Regions from separate parts of the Anser cygnoides genome. Here region 1 is linked to region 2. A link is a contact called in public Hi-C data. All regions are on one chromosome and are shown on one strand. The core of a region is the stretch at or near the end of the contact, and the rest is flanking DNA. Distances in the headings are between cores, read along the strand shown.

What was found. Hi-C and Micro-C count contacts between places; a contact is called where the count stands out from the background.
Region 1: a contact with region 2 is called in a Hi-C map of liver, with 6 times the contacts expected there. The contact joins two enhancer-like sites. A contact is called at or near these places in 2 of 7 Hi-C or Micro-C datasets (both in liver).

The regions. Positions count from the first base shown.
Region 1 is chr24:3,510,702-3,518,302 of Taihu_goose_T2T_genome, reverse strand. It overlaps WASF2 (WASP family member 2), which reads right to left. Exons shown (of 10, transcript XM_048073182.2): 2 at 7,014-7,124. Among named protein-coding and RNA genes, the nearest start is that of WASF2, 5.0 kb to the right of the region's middle. Within about 2 kb of position 3,597, at least 1 of the 3 cell types and tissues checked has open chromatin away from gene starts, as enhancers often do. A contact at or near this core is called in liver, where this site is marked.
Region 2 is chr24:3,362,398-3,369,255 of Taihu_goose_T2T_genome, reverse strand. All of the region lies in intron 1 of PHACTR4 (phosphatase and actin regulator 4), which reads left to right. Among named protein-coding and RNA genes, the nearest start is that of PHACTR4, 3.8 kb to the left of the region's middle. Within about 2 kb of position 4,510, at least 1 of the 3 cell types and tissues checked has open chromatin away from gene starts, as enhancers often do. A contact at or near this core is called in liver, where this site is marked.

The sequences.
Region 1 (7,601 bases), core at 2,348-4,847, 150 kb before region 2:
TCGGTGCAAAGCCCGGCGACCGCAACGCAGCAGCACCCTCACGTCCGAGGGGAATTAATACGGAAAGAGAGGGCGTGGGTTGGTTTTTTTTTTTTTTTCCCCCTAAACGACTTATTCCCCAAGTCCGAACGTATTTTAACCTTCCTAAACTCCGTCTCATTTGCAGCTAAGCTCAGCCTCCTCTCCTTTAACGCGCGCTAAACTATTTTGATTAATGAAAGAGTAGGAACAAACCCGTTCCAAGTGTTTTCTATACAGCTCAACTGCTCTTTCAGTTTCAACTCACGCCTAGATAATTATATCACAGCTCCGAGTGCCCCCACCCTTCTGCTGCACTTGGGGAATACTGCAAAGATAAGTCTTTTCTTAATTATTAAATGTAAATAGCTCATTAAATATAATCCAATTACTTTAATTGTAAGAAAAAGGAAGTAATTACAATATGTACATGTATTCTTGCCTGAACAGTTTTAAATATCTTAAATGAATCTTTGCAGCATTAATATTTTAAGTTAACCTTTGACATGAGAGGGGGGAAAAAAAAAAGCAGACAGTGACTCCCTGATATTTTCCAGAAGTGTTTTATCTGCTGGGATTTGTCACAAAAAAAAAAAAAAAGAGGACAGCCTCGAGCATCTAAATTAAAGTGGTTTATAAACAGTGTCTTCATAAAGTCAAAATAACACATGGGTTTTCTATTGTGGGAGGCAAAAAATGTTATATATGATGCCACATTAGGACCCTTAATAGGCTTTTTGGATGTCAGGAGCGGAGAAAGGGCAACGGAGGCGCTCCTGAAACGTGGCAGGCCTGACAAGCCCCCACGCACCAGAAGCCCCCATGTCCTGGTGGCTTTTCCGAGCCGTTCCCCTTGCTCTCGTCCTGGGCTGGCCGTGCGCGAGGGCGAGGAGAAGGGGCCTGCCCCGCTTCTGGGGCTCCCTGGCCCTCCCTCACCTGCGTGCAGACGCGGGGTCTGCTTTTTGTGCGCGCTCAGGCCGCCTGCACAACGCCCGGGCACGGCGCGTGATCCCGGGCTGCCGCTGGGGATTTGCAGGCAGAGCTGCGGGGAGCCGGGAGCAGCAGCAGCCTTCTGGTTTCGCTCAGCACAATGACAAGCCCTGCGCTCACTTTCTCCACCGGCGCAGCCAGCGGGACCGAAGAACCTTCCAGGCAGGCTCCAGCGGTTCCGTCAGGCCCCCTGGTCTGACAGGGGAGGTCGAGTTGCAGTTTGGATGCGGCGACAGACGCCTGCGTAATCTCCTTGGGACGGCCAAAAAAAAAGAAAAACAAGTCTTTTTTTCAACCGTCGGTTCCATTTTGCACATTCTGAGCCCAGCGGTGATCTCACCTTCTGTAATCTGCAAGGGCTCCGCATCGCCCCGAAGTATTTCGGAGGGGCCGAAACCATCGCGTTACTGAGCCGACCCCTTCGGAAGCGGAGAGATCAGGGCCTGGTCGGGATGCTAAAGATGCAAGTCCTTCTACCAAAGCTCACCGCAAGGTCTATAAATAAGCTGCTTTCTGGAAACCTCTCGTGTGAAGCCGGCCCCTAGACGCAACCTCCTTGATACGAGGCTGAATTCTCAAGAGCGACCACGAGGCTATTTTGTGCGAGTTAATTACGCGCGTTTCTAACGGAGCCTCCGAAGGGGAAGCAGCCAGTTGTTTCGTGCTGCCCTAGACAGAAGGTAAAGGTTTTGCACAAGCTGTGTTTGCAGCTACACGCCTTCCTCCAGCGCAGGATCGGCTCGGCAGCTGCCGGTATTGAAAGAACAGGATCTGGGTGTGTGCGCTTTTTTTTTTTTTTTTGCAGCTGCAAGGCCCGAACCCGAAGTGTGAGCTTTTTCTTACGGTGCACAAAAGCTGGGTGCCTGAAAGGGAACTCGCTTCCGCTCTGGCAAGCACTCAACCAACTATTCGCCGGGCTAAGGGGTGGTCGGGGAACTTTCACCCAGCCATTCAGCCCGGGGCTGCCGTTCCCCCTCCCTCGCAATTAAATCCCATTTTTTGCACTCCATGCATGAACCGCGGCTCCGCCGATACATCAGATATTGTGGCTGATAGCCCGCTCTCAATGCCACTTCAAGCCCTCCAGCGCGGAGCCGCCTGAAAGCAAAGCGTCGCTCATTCTTTGAGCGGCAGAAAGGACTTTTGCGATACGGAGACTCGAAGTGAGACTCTCACAAGTAGGAAAAGGGCGTCCGGTGAAAAAGAGGAAATGAGAAATTAAAACCACATTCGATCTTATTAGCGGTAATACAAACGGGTCAACAAAGTGCTCGGCAAAACTCCTCAGCATGTGAACAGTTTAGGCAGGGCTCGCTCCGTGTTAAGTGACACCAGCCCCTTTGGCTGGTACAGAATAAAAAAAATAAATAAAAAATCAGAGACCATCAGCAGCTATTCCAAACGCCCAGCTGGGAAGGGCGATGGCTGGAGGTATTACCTCATGCGCTGCAGGAGGATATACTTACAAGATTGGACCGGGAGGAACATTCCCCCCTCCTCCTTTTCTAACTGAAACGTGTTTTCCTCTCTCTCTCTCTCTGTCTCTCTCTAGGGATTTCCAGCATCTTATAAGCGAAGCCTCTCTGAAGTACCGCGAAGTGGCATGGCTCATCATTTCGGTAATGATAGTAAATAAGCTCCAGTATTTTGTTGATCCTTTTCCTTTTGCTTTACAAACAAAAGGTCAGAGTCATTAGCCCAGTTTTACGAGCGAGGAGAAATGGAGGCCTGGCAGAAGCACACGGCTCCGTAACATCACGGGAAACGTCAGCGCCTGAACAGGAGATGAAACCTGAAGAACACCGAGGCCGGCCAGGCTCGGCCATCCGGCCTGCAGACACGCAGCATCCCCTGCCCGTGGGTGCCAGATATCAGGCGCTGAAAGAAGAGAGCCCAAAAACACGGCAAGCACGGAGCAATGATTCTCCCTGCTGTCCTCTTCCACGTCACAGCAATCTTCTGGGCCTTCGGACCACGCCGAAAGAAACGCCATCACTGAACTGTCCTCTGCGGATTTCATTTCCATGAACTGCTCTCATCGGTTTCTGAACGCACCCGAACAGCTGGCATCTGTGCAACCCCGGGGCAGCAAGGCCCACATTCAGCATGCACCGGGTGAGGAGACACTTCCTCCTCTTGCCCCCTTCGCTTTACAATTAGATTTTAATCTCAGATCCACGTGCGGGAAGAAGAGGGCCTCGGCTTCAGAAAGCAGTCGGTCAAACCGATGCATCACCGTCCGTACTGAATAAATAAGCGAGGAGGTTATGTGACGGCACCACACGGCACAAGAGGAGATCTCAGTTCCTACTGAGGGCTTCCCAGCAGAAAGCCACGTGCCGAACTCCTGGTTTAGGTTTGATTTACAGCAGTAGTGAGGAACTCTTTGCAGTGGAGGGCTCTTGGTGCACTCTCCGCCCCCCTCTCCATAGCACACCAGTCCTGTTACTGCGCAGGAGAACTGAAACCTTCCAGAGGAGAGGTCAGCGGCGATCTCAGAGCAGCAGCTCTGGCGCAGCGGCACAGCCACAACCTCCCGTGCCGAGATTCGGGCCTTCAAGAGCAAATGTGAAACGCTGCCGATGCACAGGAGTCCCCCATCTTCCTCTCCCACCATCACAGCACCCCTTACACCCCACTTCTCCCAAACTCGGGGCCGGGGTCCCGCTCCACGAGAGGAGATGACAGGGAAGGCGCCACAAGAACAGAGCAGGTTGCTGCTGACCCTGGTTGGGGGGACACCAACCGAGACTCCTGGTCCTTTACCATCTCTCCAGCAAAGCCCCCAGCAGAGGCACGCACGAGATCCGTCCGTGCTCCACTGCTCCTGCGGGAACCCAGCGCCAGGAAGCCTTCCTGCAAGCTCCGGAATTAAGGCAGGATCTCGAGGAAGCGTTTCTCAGTTGAAGGCGAGCTTTGGACCGAGGCTGCGCCGACCGCTTTGTGCTGCTTGCTCAACAGCACGACGTGGAAGTTCACGGTTCGGCTCTGCTGGGAAGGGACCTCCCCCTGCTGCCTCCCGGGAAGGAAAAACAAAAAAAAACCTCTACCTACCAGAAAACCACAACTCGGGATCAGCCCCGAAGCTGCCGACCTCCTGCGGCAGCTCCTACCTGCAGCGGGGCCTGATCAGCCGCCCCGGCAGCGAGCCTCCCCTCCTCAGAAAGGAAAACACGCGGCCTTTTTACTGCACGGAGTTGCAAAAATGCAAAGGAAGTAAATGTCACCGGGGTGGTTCTGCTCTGAGCAGGCGTTCGCTTATTACCCAGAAGCCACTTCCACACGCCTTTTTTTAAAGCCGGTGTTTATAAATACCGAAAATATTTAAATAAATGTTAATCTGTGGTAAGCGAGGGCCTGATCTCGCAAATATTTAGCCTTGTGCAGCGAGAATAAAGGCTCAGTATAAATACACAACTTCTTACTGCAGCCCCCGTTAGCAGCGAGAACAGCAACGCTGTCGGACAGGCAGCTGCTCTGCTGGGAAAAGAGCAGAGTTTTGCTTTCCTAAGTTTCTTTCAGCACGGGGAAAGCGTCACTTCTGCTTTGCCTCCTGTGCACCCTGAGCTTCAGAAGCGACGGCGAGGAGCAGGCTGAGCCCCGGGCGGCCGCGCCGAGTCCCGTCCCGGCTGCTGTAACCCCTGGGAGTGGTTTTGGGCTGGGTGTTTCTGCCAGGTGCCCCCGGCCCCTCCCGGACGAGGGCACAGGAACGCGCCAGCACCCCCCAACCGTCGCTGCTCCCTCGTCTTCCCGGTTTGCCCGAGCTGCGCAGTGCGGGCAGCAGTGTTTTCTGCTCGGCTGCATAACCGAGCGCTACGTATCATCCCCAAACCCGGCTCCGCCAAGGGAGAAGCCTCGCTTGCAAAATCATTCAGCGTCCGAGTCCGGAAAGCCTACCCAAACCAACCACCTGCGAGGATTAAAGTGGAGCTTCGCACTTGTTGACATCTTCCTTGTTGCAGTCTGACAAAGAAAACTAACCCGGGTTTGTGGGAAGGTTAATCTCAACCCTCTTTGTTCTCCCATCACCATTAAAAAAAAAAAAAAAAGAGATTGATTTACCAGCGTAACTCCGCGCGCATGAGGCAATCACTGAAGTTTTAACCCCTCCGCCCACGCCACACGATTATCTAAGCTTTGTGAATGAAATCAACTTTTCCTAGGCCAGCCCCGAAGAATGAGATACGTTCAAGGCATGCCGAGAAACTGGGTTGGCAGTTATCGCGGAGCTTGTATTATTTGTTATGAATCACCGCTCACAAATGCCTCCTGAATTGCAACCTAAAAATGCCCCGTTGCGTTCGGCGCGGCATTCACCAGGAAACCGGGCCGGTGCCCTGCTCGAAGAGCTCGGCCCCTCGCTTCGAACCCCGCGGAGATCTCCCTGAAGACAGGAGGGCTGCGGCCCCAAGCCCCCCAGCCCCTTTTCCGCTTCACAAAACCACGTTTCGGGGCGGGTTTGCACAGAATAAGGTGGCCAGGAACACACTGCTTTTTTTTTTCCCCCCCTCCCGTAATTCCTCCTCACTCGTCCTCCTGCCGAGCCCACCCCCGGCATAGTTTTGTAAAACCAGAGCTGGAAGGATTTGTCAGGAATGCGGACCAGGCAGAACCCGAAGCTGGAAATATGGGCGAGATCAGGCGCTTTGCTGCCGCGCCTCCCAATTCCGCGGGGCTGGGAACGGACAAATTAAGCAGGGGTCCTGCTAACGTCACCCCACGGCAGCTCCGAAAACCCCCGAGGAGCAGCAGAGAGCTTGGAAAGGCTTCGCCTCCACAGCTGCGAAGAGGAAGAGCCTGACAGGCAGGAGCCGGCAGAAGTTTGGTGTTTTTTTAAAAAAAAAAAAAAAATGGAATTTGGGGCATTTACTTTTTGAACTTGTTACGAGGTATAAAAAAAAAACTGTTTATTTTTTGAAGCAGCGCAAATATGCGGTGTGGGGAGAAGTTTACATTCGGATCGGCGCTGGAGGCTAACCTCGTACAACCCCTACTCAGTAAGGGCAGCGAGGAAACCTGCTCCCCGGCCCGAGCAGAGCGAGGCTCTTCCCCACGCACAAACTGCTTGTTTTTAGGCAAACGTCCTGGGTTTGAGCCCTGCTGCCACCAGCCAGCCCTGGGACGGCGTCGCCAACCGCAGCTCAACCGAAGATTAGAATTAGCTGGGCCTCTGAAGCTTAGCTCAAGCTCTCTCATTCAAACTCTGCTTTCGAGAACAGCACTCAAAAAATAAAAAAAAAAATAAAAAAGCTTAAAGCTGAAGCGCCTGCCCTGCTCCACCCCGCTTCCTGGATAAAGCTTGTCCTTGGCTGTGATCGCAAGCAGATTTTCAAAGTCACCCTATCTCCACTCCGCGTTTCCAGCGGGTGGATGTGAGCTCTGGTTTGTTTTTAACCAAGCTTTGGGACAAACTCCGTATCGGTTCCTCCGACAAAAATCCCGCTCGAGGTCAATAAGAGGCGAACCCGAGCGAAAAGTGTCGCAACGTGGCATTTGGCATTCCTGCCGCGCTCGGACAGTTCTGCAGACGCCTGAAACGGGCGGAAAACGCAACAATTCCCCTTCCTCATGTGACCGAGCACTTCCCGCAAAGGAACGCTCTGCATCAGCTCCGCCACAGGGAAACTCACGCGCCCGCCGCCGCCGCTGCCTCCCATCGTTTGCTTCCCACCTTCCCGTCCTCACAAGGCCTAGGGAAGGACACGCGAGAGCGAGGGTTACAGAAGGATTAATAAATTAGGGCCTCGTCTGGAGCAGGTGTATTTAATGCCAGTTTTTTGTCGTTATTGGTATCGTCTCGTGTCCGCCGCCACTTGCGGCGCTGACGGCCCATCGTACGGTCCCACCAGCGCTGTGACCTGCGTGAACGCAGGCAGTTCTGCTCCTGCTGAAAGCAGAACACAACGCCAAACGCGAAACTTCTGGCGAGGAAAAAAGAAAATCCTACCCGAGGACGGTCTTTGAGGTCAAATAATAGCCGAGAGGGAGGAGCTGCCATCTCTTACCTTCCTCCGCAGGACACCTGCTGTTCGTATCCCAAAGGAGTAACCCCAACACAAGCCTAACTGCTAGCGAGGCACAACCCCGTGGACATTCTCCAGCAACTTATTTCTCCCCTGGAAGGAGGAGAAGGTCTGAGGTCAGGGGCAGGTCGGCGCATCTGCCCGAACTCCCCAGCCACGTCCCGTTACGCCCTTCGACGCTGCTTCCCCGCGAGCACCGAGGGATTTAACGTCGGCGAAGGCATTTCCCAACAGGCGCTGCCTTACCCCGGGAGTTTTACATCTCGTGGCTCGCACACACCCGCACAGCGCGACCACGCGGGGCGAGGGACGCACCCAGCCGCAGGTCCCCCTCCTGGAGGGAGGAAGGGCTCCCCGCTGCCCAGGGCTCGCAGCCGGCCGCGCGCCCAGGCGCGCTCGCTGTGTAGGTAGGAGCCGAGCACGCTTCTTCGCGAGCACCTTTAGGGCAGGCTGCTGTCAAACCCTGCACCAGGCCACAAAGCGAGGGACGCTCCCCAGACCCCCACACACCCCAGCCCCACTAACCCTCTAGGCTCCCCAAGAACCCTAACCCCCTCCCCCAGACCCCCT
Region 2 (6,858 bases), core at 3,261-5,760:
GTGTGAGGGGGAGTTAGAAGGGGCTGGGGGGAGTTAGGAGGGGCTGGGGGGGGGTGTGAGGGGGGTTAGGAGAGCCTGGGGGGTTTATTAGGGGGTTTCGAAGGGGGGTGAGGGGATTTAGGAGGGGCTGGGGGGGTTAGGAAGGGGGTTGTGAGGGGATGAGGGGGTTAGGAGGGAGTGGGGGTTGTGGGGGGATTATGGAGGAGTGGGGGGCTTATGAAGGGGTGAGGGGGTTTAGGAGGGGATTGACGAGGGTTAGGAGGGGCTGGGGGGGTTAGGAGGGGGGTTAGGAGGGGATGAGGGGGGTTTAGGAAGGACAACCCCTTCCCTAACCTAGGAGGGGCTGGGGGGGGGTTGTGAGGGGAGCCAGGTAGGGGTGCGGGGGTTATGACGGGGGCGAGGGGGTTTAGGAGGGGCTGGGGAGTTGTGAGGGAGGTTAGGAGGGGGTGAGGCTGGGTTATGAGGGGCTTGGGGGGGTTATGTGGGTCTGGGGGGGGTATTTTGGGGTTGAGGTGGGGGTCCTGCTCCTCCTGCGCCAGTGCTGGGCCCAATCCTGGGGTCCGTGCCCCATTGTGTGCCCGGGGGCTGTTACATCCCTGGGTCTCCTCCAGCTGGGGCCGTTCGGTGCCAAGCCCCCGGCTGTGCCGTCCCGGCGTGCTCGCAGCTTGCGCCTCGACTTCTGCCCTCTGCGGCAGCCCCGGTGCCGTTTCTTTGTTTGCTCCGTCCCGTCCCAATGGTGCGTGGAACTTGAAACGCCCCCGCTGCGCTCGTTTCATTCTTTCCTCTTGACTTATTCCCCTCTCCGTCCCGCGCCCGGCTGTGTTTGTCCAGGTGGGGGTAGGTGAGGTCTCGGTGCCCCCCCGGGCTGGCAGCAGGGCCAGGAGGTGTTAGGGCTGCAGGAGCTGCGTGCCAGGCCAAATTCAAAGCCCTCCTCCACCCTAAGTGTCGTTCCCGCAAACTAGGAGGAGAAACATGAACGCCTGCGATTGCTCCTCTGCTCCAGTGTGTAAAGAAACCTTGACTTGGGTAGGAACGACTGAGTCGTAAACTTGAAAGTTGCCTTTGGAAAACATCGGCGAGTCCCGGGCAGAGTCTCGTTGCAGGGGGAATCCTGAGGTTTTGTGCGGTGCTGCCTTGGCAGGTAACAGGATCGGTTCAGCTGAGTTAGCCTGACGTGCTAGCGCTGTAGAAGTTGCACACAAGTGTAATTAAAGTCCTCTGCCTGCTGTGATTTCAGTGTGAACGCCTGTTGCTCTTCAAACGCACTATTTAAATTAATCCAAATTACCCTTAAGAGTAGACAAGACCTAAAACTGTAATCTCACATAGCTTAAATTCCTTCTTAAATGAGAGTGGGGGGAATAAAGCCAAAAGAAGGCCAGTTATGATGGAATCTTGTTGGCACGCGGTTATGCCAATTTCAATTAATACCTTGGATGGTGACAGTAACAAATCCTTTTTCTTGTTCAGAGTTGGTTTAAACTTGTCCTTCCCGACAGCACCCCAAGTGACTGATCTGGCCTAAATTAACGTGGTTTTGAGCGTGTCTGCTTGTGCTTTCGCAGGGCTTGCTCTGCTCTCAGGTGATGCCTCGGAGGGTGCTTTCATAAGGGAATTTTCCCTCCTGGACTACCAGGAAACAGCTGGATGGCCCTAAAAGGCCCTAAAATATGGGGAGGGTCAGTCCTGCTGGGGTACGGGGCAGAGAGGCTGCCACCAACAAGGGGGATGCGATTGCTTCCTTGTTTTCGTGCCACTGGATCGGTAATCTGTGATTATACAGCCTTCTACTTCATTCAGTCGCTGGCTAATTTGATTTCCAGTTTAATTTGATGACAGTTTTGAGAGCCGAATCGCTTGTATTTAAACAAATGGCTTCTATTTTGATCAAATTTCATTGTGTTTGGCATGCGTTGGGATATCACGTGTGTCAAAAATCGCTGACACCGCAGCTCCTGTAGGTCTGTTAGCCGGTGATGAATATTCAGTTACGAGCTGTGCAAAACCTGGGTCTGGCAGGGAGCTGGGGGGGGCGGCGGGGCTTCGAGCTGTGCCACGGTAGAAGTCGCACCAATAATATATTATTTTTGTTGCTGGGCATGAAGCAAATTGGCAGATATCCCCGTGGTCACCTCGACGTGTTCATTTTTCAATTTTTTTCGGGGGGGCTGCAGGGAGCGCAAGGACGCGGTGCGGCTGGTGGGGCGATGCCGGCATCTCGCTGCTGCCGTGGGTGACGGGGGGAGTACGGCGAGCGTAGGGAGGGGATGCTCCACGTCACGGTCACTCCGATTCAGTTCTTGTTTAGGTGGGATGTCCCACGTACATGTGCTGTGTGGTTTGTTTTTTTTTTTCTTGCAAATGTGGGAAAGCTCTGCTGCCCGTGGGATGGGAGCCCGTGCAAAGCTGACGGATGCTTTGTGTCGAGGGGGGGAAAAAAAAAAGAAGTCCTTTCAGAGCTCTATTTTTGTCATTTAATTAGTGGCTCTTGCTGACTTGTCGGTGCCGTGGCGAGAGCCGTTTCCAGCTCTCCTCTGCGCGCGGGGTCACGCGTCCGTCAGCCGGCAGTCACACCTGCGGCCGGGGGGGCCCTGGGCGCCCCCCGAAGCGTGCCCCCAAAGCAAAGGGCGCATTCCTGGCGTGCCTCCCAGGTGAGGCAGCGCCACGGAGGTGGGACAGCTGGGGCACACAGCTCTTTGAGGGTCTCAGAGGGCTTTTTGTGGGCTTTCAGCATCCTTAACTTTTCTGTGCCCCGGAGGAGTTTTGTGTCTGTAAGGGGATGGGTGTGATCCACTGATGGCTGCGGGACGGGTTTGGGATCAGTGTAAAAGGCTGCAGGTTTCCTCCCGTCCCGATTTCTCGTGGTCGGAGGGTGACCACGCAAAACCTCCCAGGGTGACTCATTATCCGTTGGTGCTTCTGCTCCTCGCAAACAGGGAACCGTCTCGGCGATGCTTAAGCGATGGAGGAGGACGTCAGTCGGAAGGCGCCGCGGCGTGCGCCGCTCGGTGTGCGGCTCGTTCCGGTGCTCGCGGTGTCGGCTGGGTTCTGGTTATCAGCGGTGCTGAGATAGGGAGGTGAGAGGCAGCCTTCCTACCCAGCTCCAGCCCGGCTGGCACGCTGCTTGAATTTCTTTGTTTACCGAGGACTGTGTGCTCTTTCCACGTCGCACTAGGGCCGGGGTGGGGGAGGGAGGACTAATTATCTCCAGAGAGAGGCTTTTAATGCTATTAGCCGAAGGAACGGGCTTCGGCTCGTAGCTGAATGAATTGATTGTGTGAAGTAACATCAAGCACCAGCGGCGAAGATATGAAAATTGAGAGCGGTCCAAACGAGCGTTCTCTGCTGAACCCTGGAAATAGATTTATTTCCCGCCCCCCCCCACCAATCCGTTGGCTAGCAGCAGCCGTCGGAGGAGGAGGGAGTGGGTAAACAGATTGTTAACTTTATTCTTTTGTGTTTGTGCTTTCGGCATGCTGATTGCAAAACAGTTAGGGATGGCTCACCTGCCGGCTGCGGACCTGAGCTCCAAAGTGGAGCCGGGCGATGCATCGTCACCAAGTAATTAACCGTGTCTGCTGGATGTCACGGGGCAGGGGAGGTGCGTGCCCGACGAGGTCGGTTTGTGCAAGCCTGGCACTTCCCTACCCCCTGCGCCGAGCTCCGAGCCTGCCTGCTCCAGCTGCCTGCCTTTTGAAGCAGGTTTGGGGAAGATCGTTGGACTTTGGTGAAGCCGAACGGGATGTGAGCTAGGGGGGTCTGAACCTTCTCACCTTGCGGGCTCCAGGAGGCTGCTGCTGACAGTGTGGACCCCCTGGCAGATACGCCGGGCGCTGACAGGTTTCCCTTTAGCTAACTAATCCACGAAAGTGGCCCCCCTTCGAGATGTGCTGCCACGGACTTGTCTAAAATCGATCGAGATTAATCCCCGCCATCGATTTTAAGCTGGAAGCAGCCTCCTAAGAGGTCCGGGAGGGCTTCCTTCATTGACTGCCTGTCTGCGGGAGGGGTGCATCCTTGTGGAGGTGTCTGCTTTTCTGCCCTGCAGACAGTAAGCTTGCAAGGGCGTAAGCAAGAAAAAAAATTGGCCCAAATCCTGCCGAGAAGCCTCGATTTGTAAACTTGGCTCACGGTTTGAGAGGCATTGTCTTGTTCCGTACCGGCACAGCGTTTAGCACCAGGGTTTGCTCAGGGCTCCGCTGCCACAAACCCCATGTTGTGGGGGGGTCCCAGTGGAAAAGGAAAAAGGTTCTGGCTCTCCGCGACCCTAGGAGGTGAGGATTGCAAGCCAGCGCTCTCTGCCACTTGCTCTGCTGCCTGTGGCTTCACAGAGGCTGCTCGTGGACGTGAAGCTTCCAGAGGTGCTTATGGATGGGGGAAAAGCCGAAGGTCGTCGCCTTCGGGGAATGAGCTTTGACCAAAGCGTGCAGCTGTGTCTGAGCCAATTTTAAGGGGACTTTGGCATCTGCTGTACTCACATGCCTTTGCGACGGTTGTTCTCCTGTCTAATTCTCCCTCTCCTACTCACAAAGTCAAATCGGGAATTTTTGTGTTGCCAAGTAAAAGTCACTGATAACAGGCTGGGGGTAATCGTCTGTTGGAGCAGCGCCTGATGGAAGCCTCATTTCTATCGGTATTATTTCTGTCTCGGCAAGACCACCCTGCAGATACACAGCGGGGCTGCCGGTGGGATGTTACTGATTACTCCGATCTCCAAAGCTGCTCAAAAGTTTTTGCTGCTTTGGCGCGTTGTCAGGATCTGCGGGAGGCGGGTTTGCAGGTATCGCCAGTGAGCCTGCGCGTCCTGGCGCGGGAAACTTCAGCGGGTCTCCACGGGGACAGAGAATTTGGATTGGGCTCTGGCTGAGCTGGCTGCCTCGGGTTCTCTGGGAACCCGTTTCCAAGCTGCTCCACCGCAACGTGGGCAGCAGCAGTTGTGGGACTCGCAGAACTTCGGTTGCTGACCCGTGCACAGGAGCACCCTGGGGTGTCTTCGTCAGCTGGGACCTAGGAGAGGGTACCAAGGGGCAGGCGGGGCTATGCCAACTGATTCGTGCTGCCAGCGTTGGTCTTGTTGGGGGTGTTACGTGTAGCCTGTCTGGTGCAAACCAGGCGTAATTTACTGTTGGGTAGGAAATGGCAGAAGTGGGAAAAGTCCACTGGGGTTCGTTCCCTTGTAAAGGGCGTTTGGTGCCAAAAGAGAACAAATAATTAGAAGCAAACTCTTTCTCCCTTAGATCTTTGATTAGCAGCAGGAGAGAAAGGGGCATGTTCCCTGTAGGGTCACCGAGGCTTCATCTACCTTGTGCTGAGAGGTAAATTAGTGCTCATATCCTGCTTTAACTTGACCTGGATCCTGTTCCTCCTGGCTGTGGATCAGGCCCACAGGTGAGCAGGGTCACAGAATTTTTCATCTTGTGCTTCCAAATCAGCTTTTAACGTACAGTCCCGTAATTATTGACTAAAAAAAGCCAACGGTGAGATTGCAGGCATGTTTAAACATGATTTCTCTTGGCTCAGCTGCGCCTTTTTAGAGCAATATCAACCTTTGGGGTGGAATTGTCAAATGAGTGCTGTCGGGCTGTCTTGGCTTGTGCTGTTTTACAGCAGTTTTGAAATTAGCCGTGGCTTTAGGCCATCTGGCTTTTCTGCTGCCTGCTTGGTGCAAAGTGAAGATAGTTAAGAGGACCAGCACTGATGGAGTGGAGAAACTTGAGCAGAATTCATACCCGATTACTCAGCCTGGCACCTGATGTTAGAAGGCGTGAGTTTTGCTGCTGTTATTGTTCTGTTTCATTTGTCTCATAAATACTGGTGTGGTTGTTGGTTTTTTTTTTCTGGATTTGCAGATAAATAGGGTTTGCAGGAAGGGAAGTGCCCAGGCTGGAAAACTCTGCTCACGCGTGGGCTGCTCAGCTGCTCTGCCTGACGCCGGGATTCAGGCTGGCTCCTTCTGCACCTCGTCTCGGAATGCACCCGAGCGACAGCCTCGCCGTGTCTGCTGGGGGCGTTGGTGGAGAGAAGGTGGGAAACGTTCGAGGTGAATTCACCAAGCAGGCTTTTTGGGCTGTCTTGGCCGTGCTGCAGTGCGTTCGGAAGCCGTCCGTGAGGCAGGGAGGTCGCTGTGTGAACGCGTCAGGTTTGGAAAGCAGAGCGAGGGAGCGCTGCGAGGCTGCTGCACCTCCAGAATCAGTTTGGCACTGGTGATTACGTTAATCAGTAGTTCTCATCTGCTGTTAGCTTCAGAACGAAGCCTTCAATCTGAATCCTAATGGCTGGGTTCTGTACCCGTCAACTAGTCTCTGAGCACGGGGAAAATAAGGATGTTTGGGTGGACAGGAGGCCTCATTTAGCTCCCAGCTGTGCCGCTGCCTTGCTGTTTGATGTCAGGCAAGCCACACTTTCCTGTACCTGTTTCATCCTCCGCAAGATTAAAAGTGCTTAGCAAGGGCGTAGTCATATTCTTGTTCGTAGCTAGAGGGAAATATTAATTGCATCTCAGCCTTGAGGGCCATAATTAGCAGCCAGGTTATACTGGTCTGGGTCCCATCTCTTACGTGTTGCGCAGTGTGTAGATGCGGCCTTTAGGAAGGAGAACGTGAGTAACAGGAGGAAGCCTTTATCTGAGCGTTGCACGTCCGTGTTGGGTAAGTCCGGCAACGTGGATGGGTAACTGCTGCTGTGGTTTGGCTGAATCAGCGGCGTTCGAGCAGTTGCTTCTTCGTCTGCACCGCGTCCAAACGCGTGTTGGCCATTGGGAACGTGCTTCTAAAGGTTGAGCTCTGTGCTTTTTTTTTTTCTTTATTTGAACGCTTTGCCAGGTTTCACACTGGACTTATCTGCCCGTGGGTATTGTTT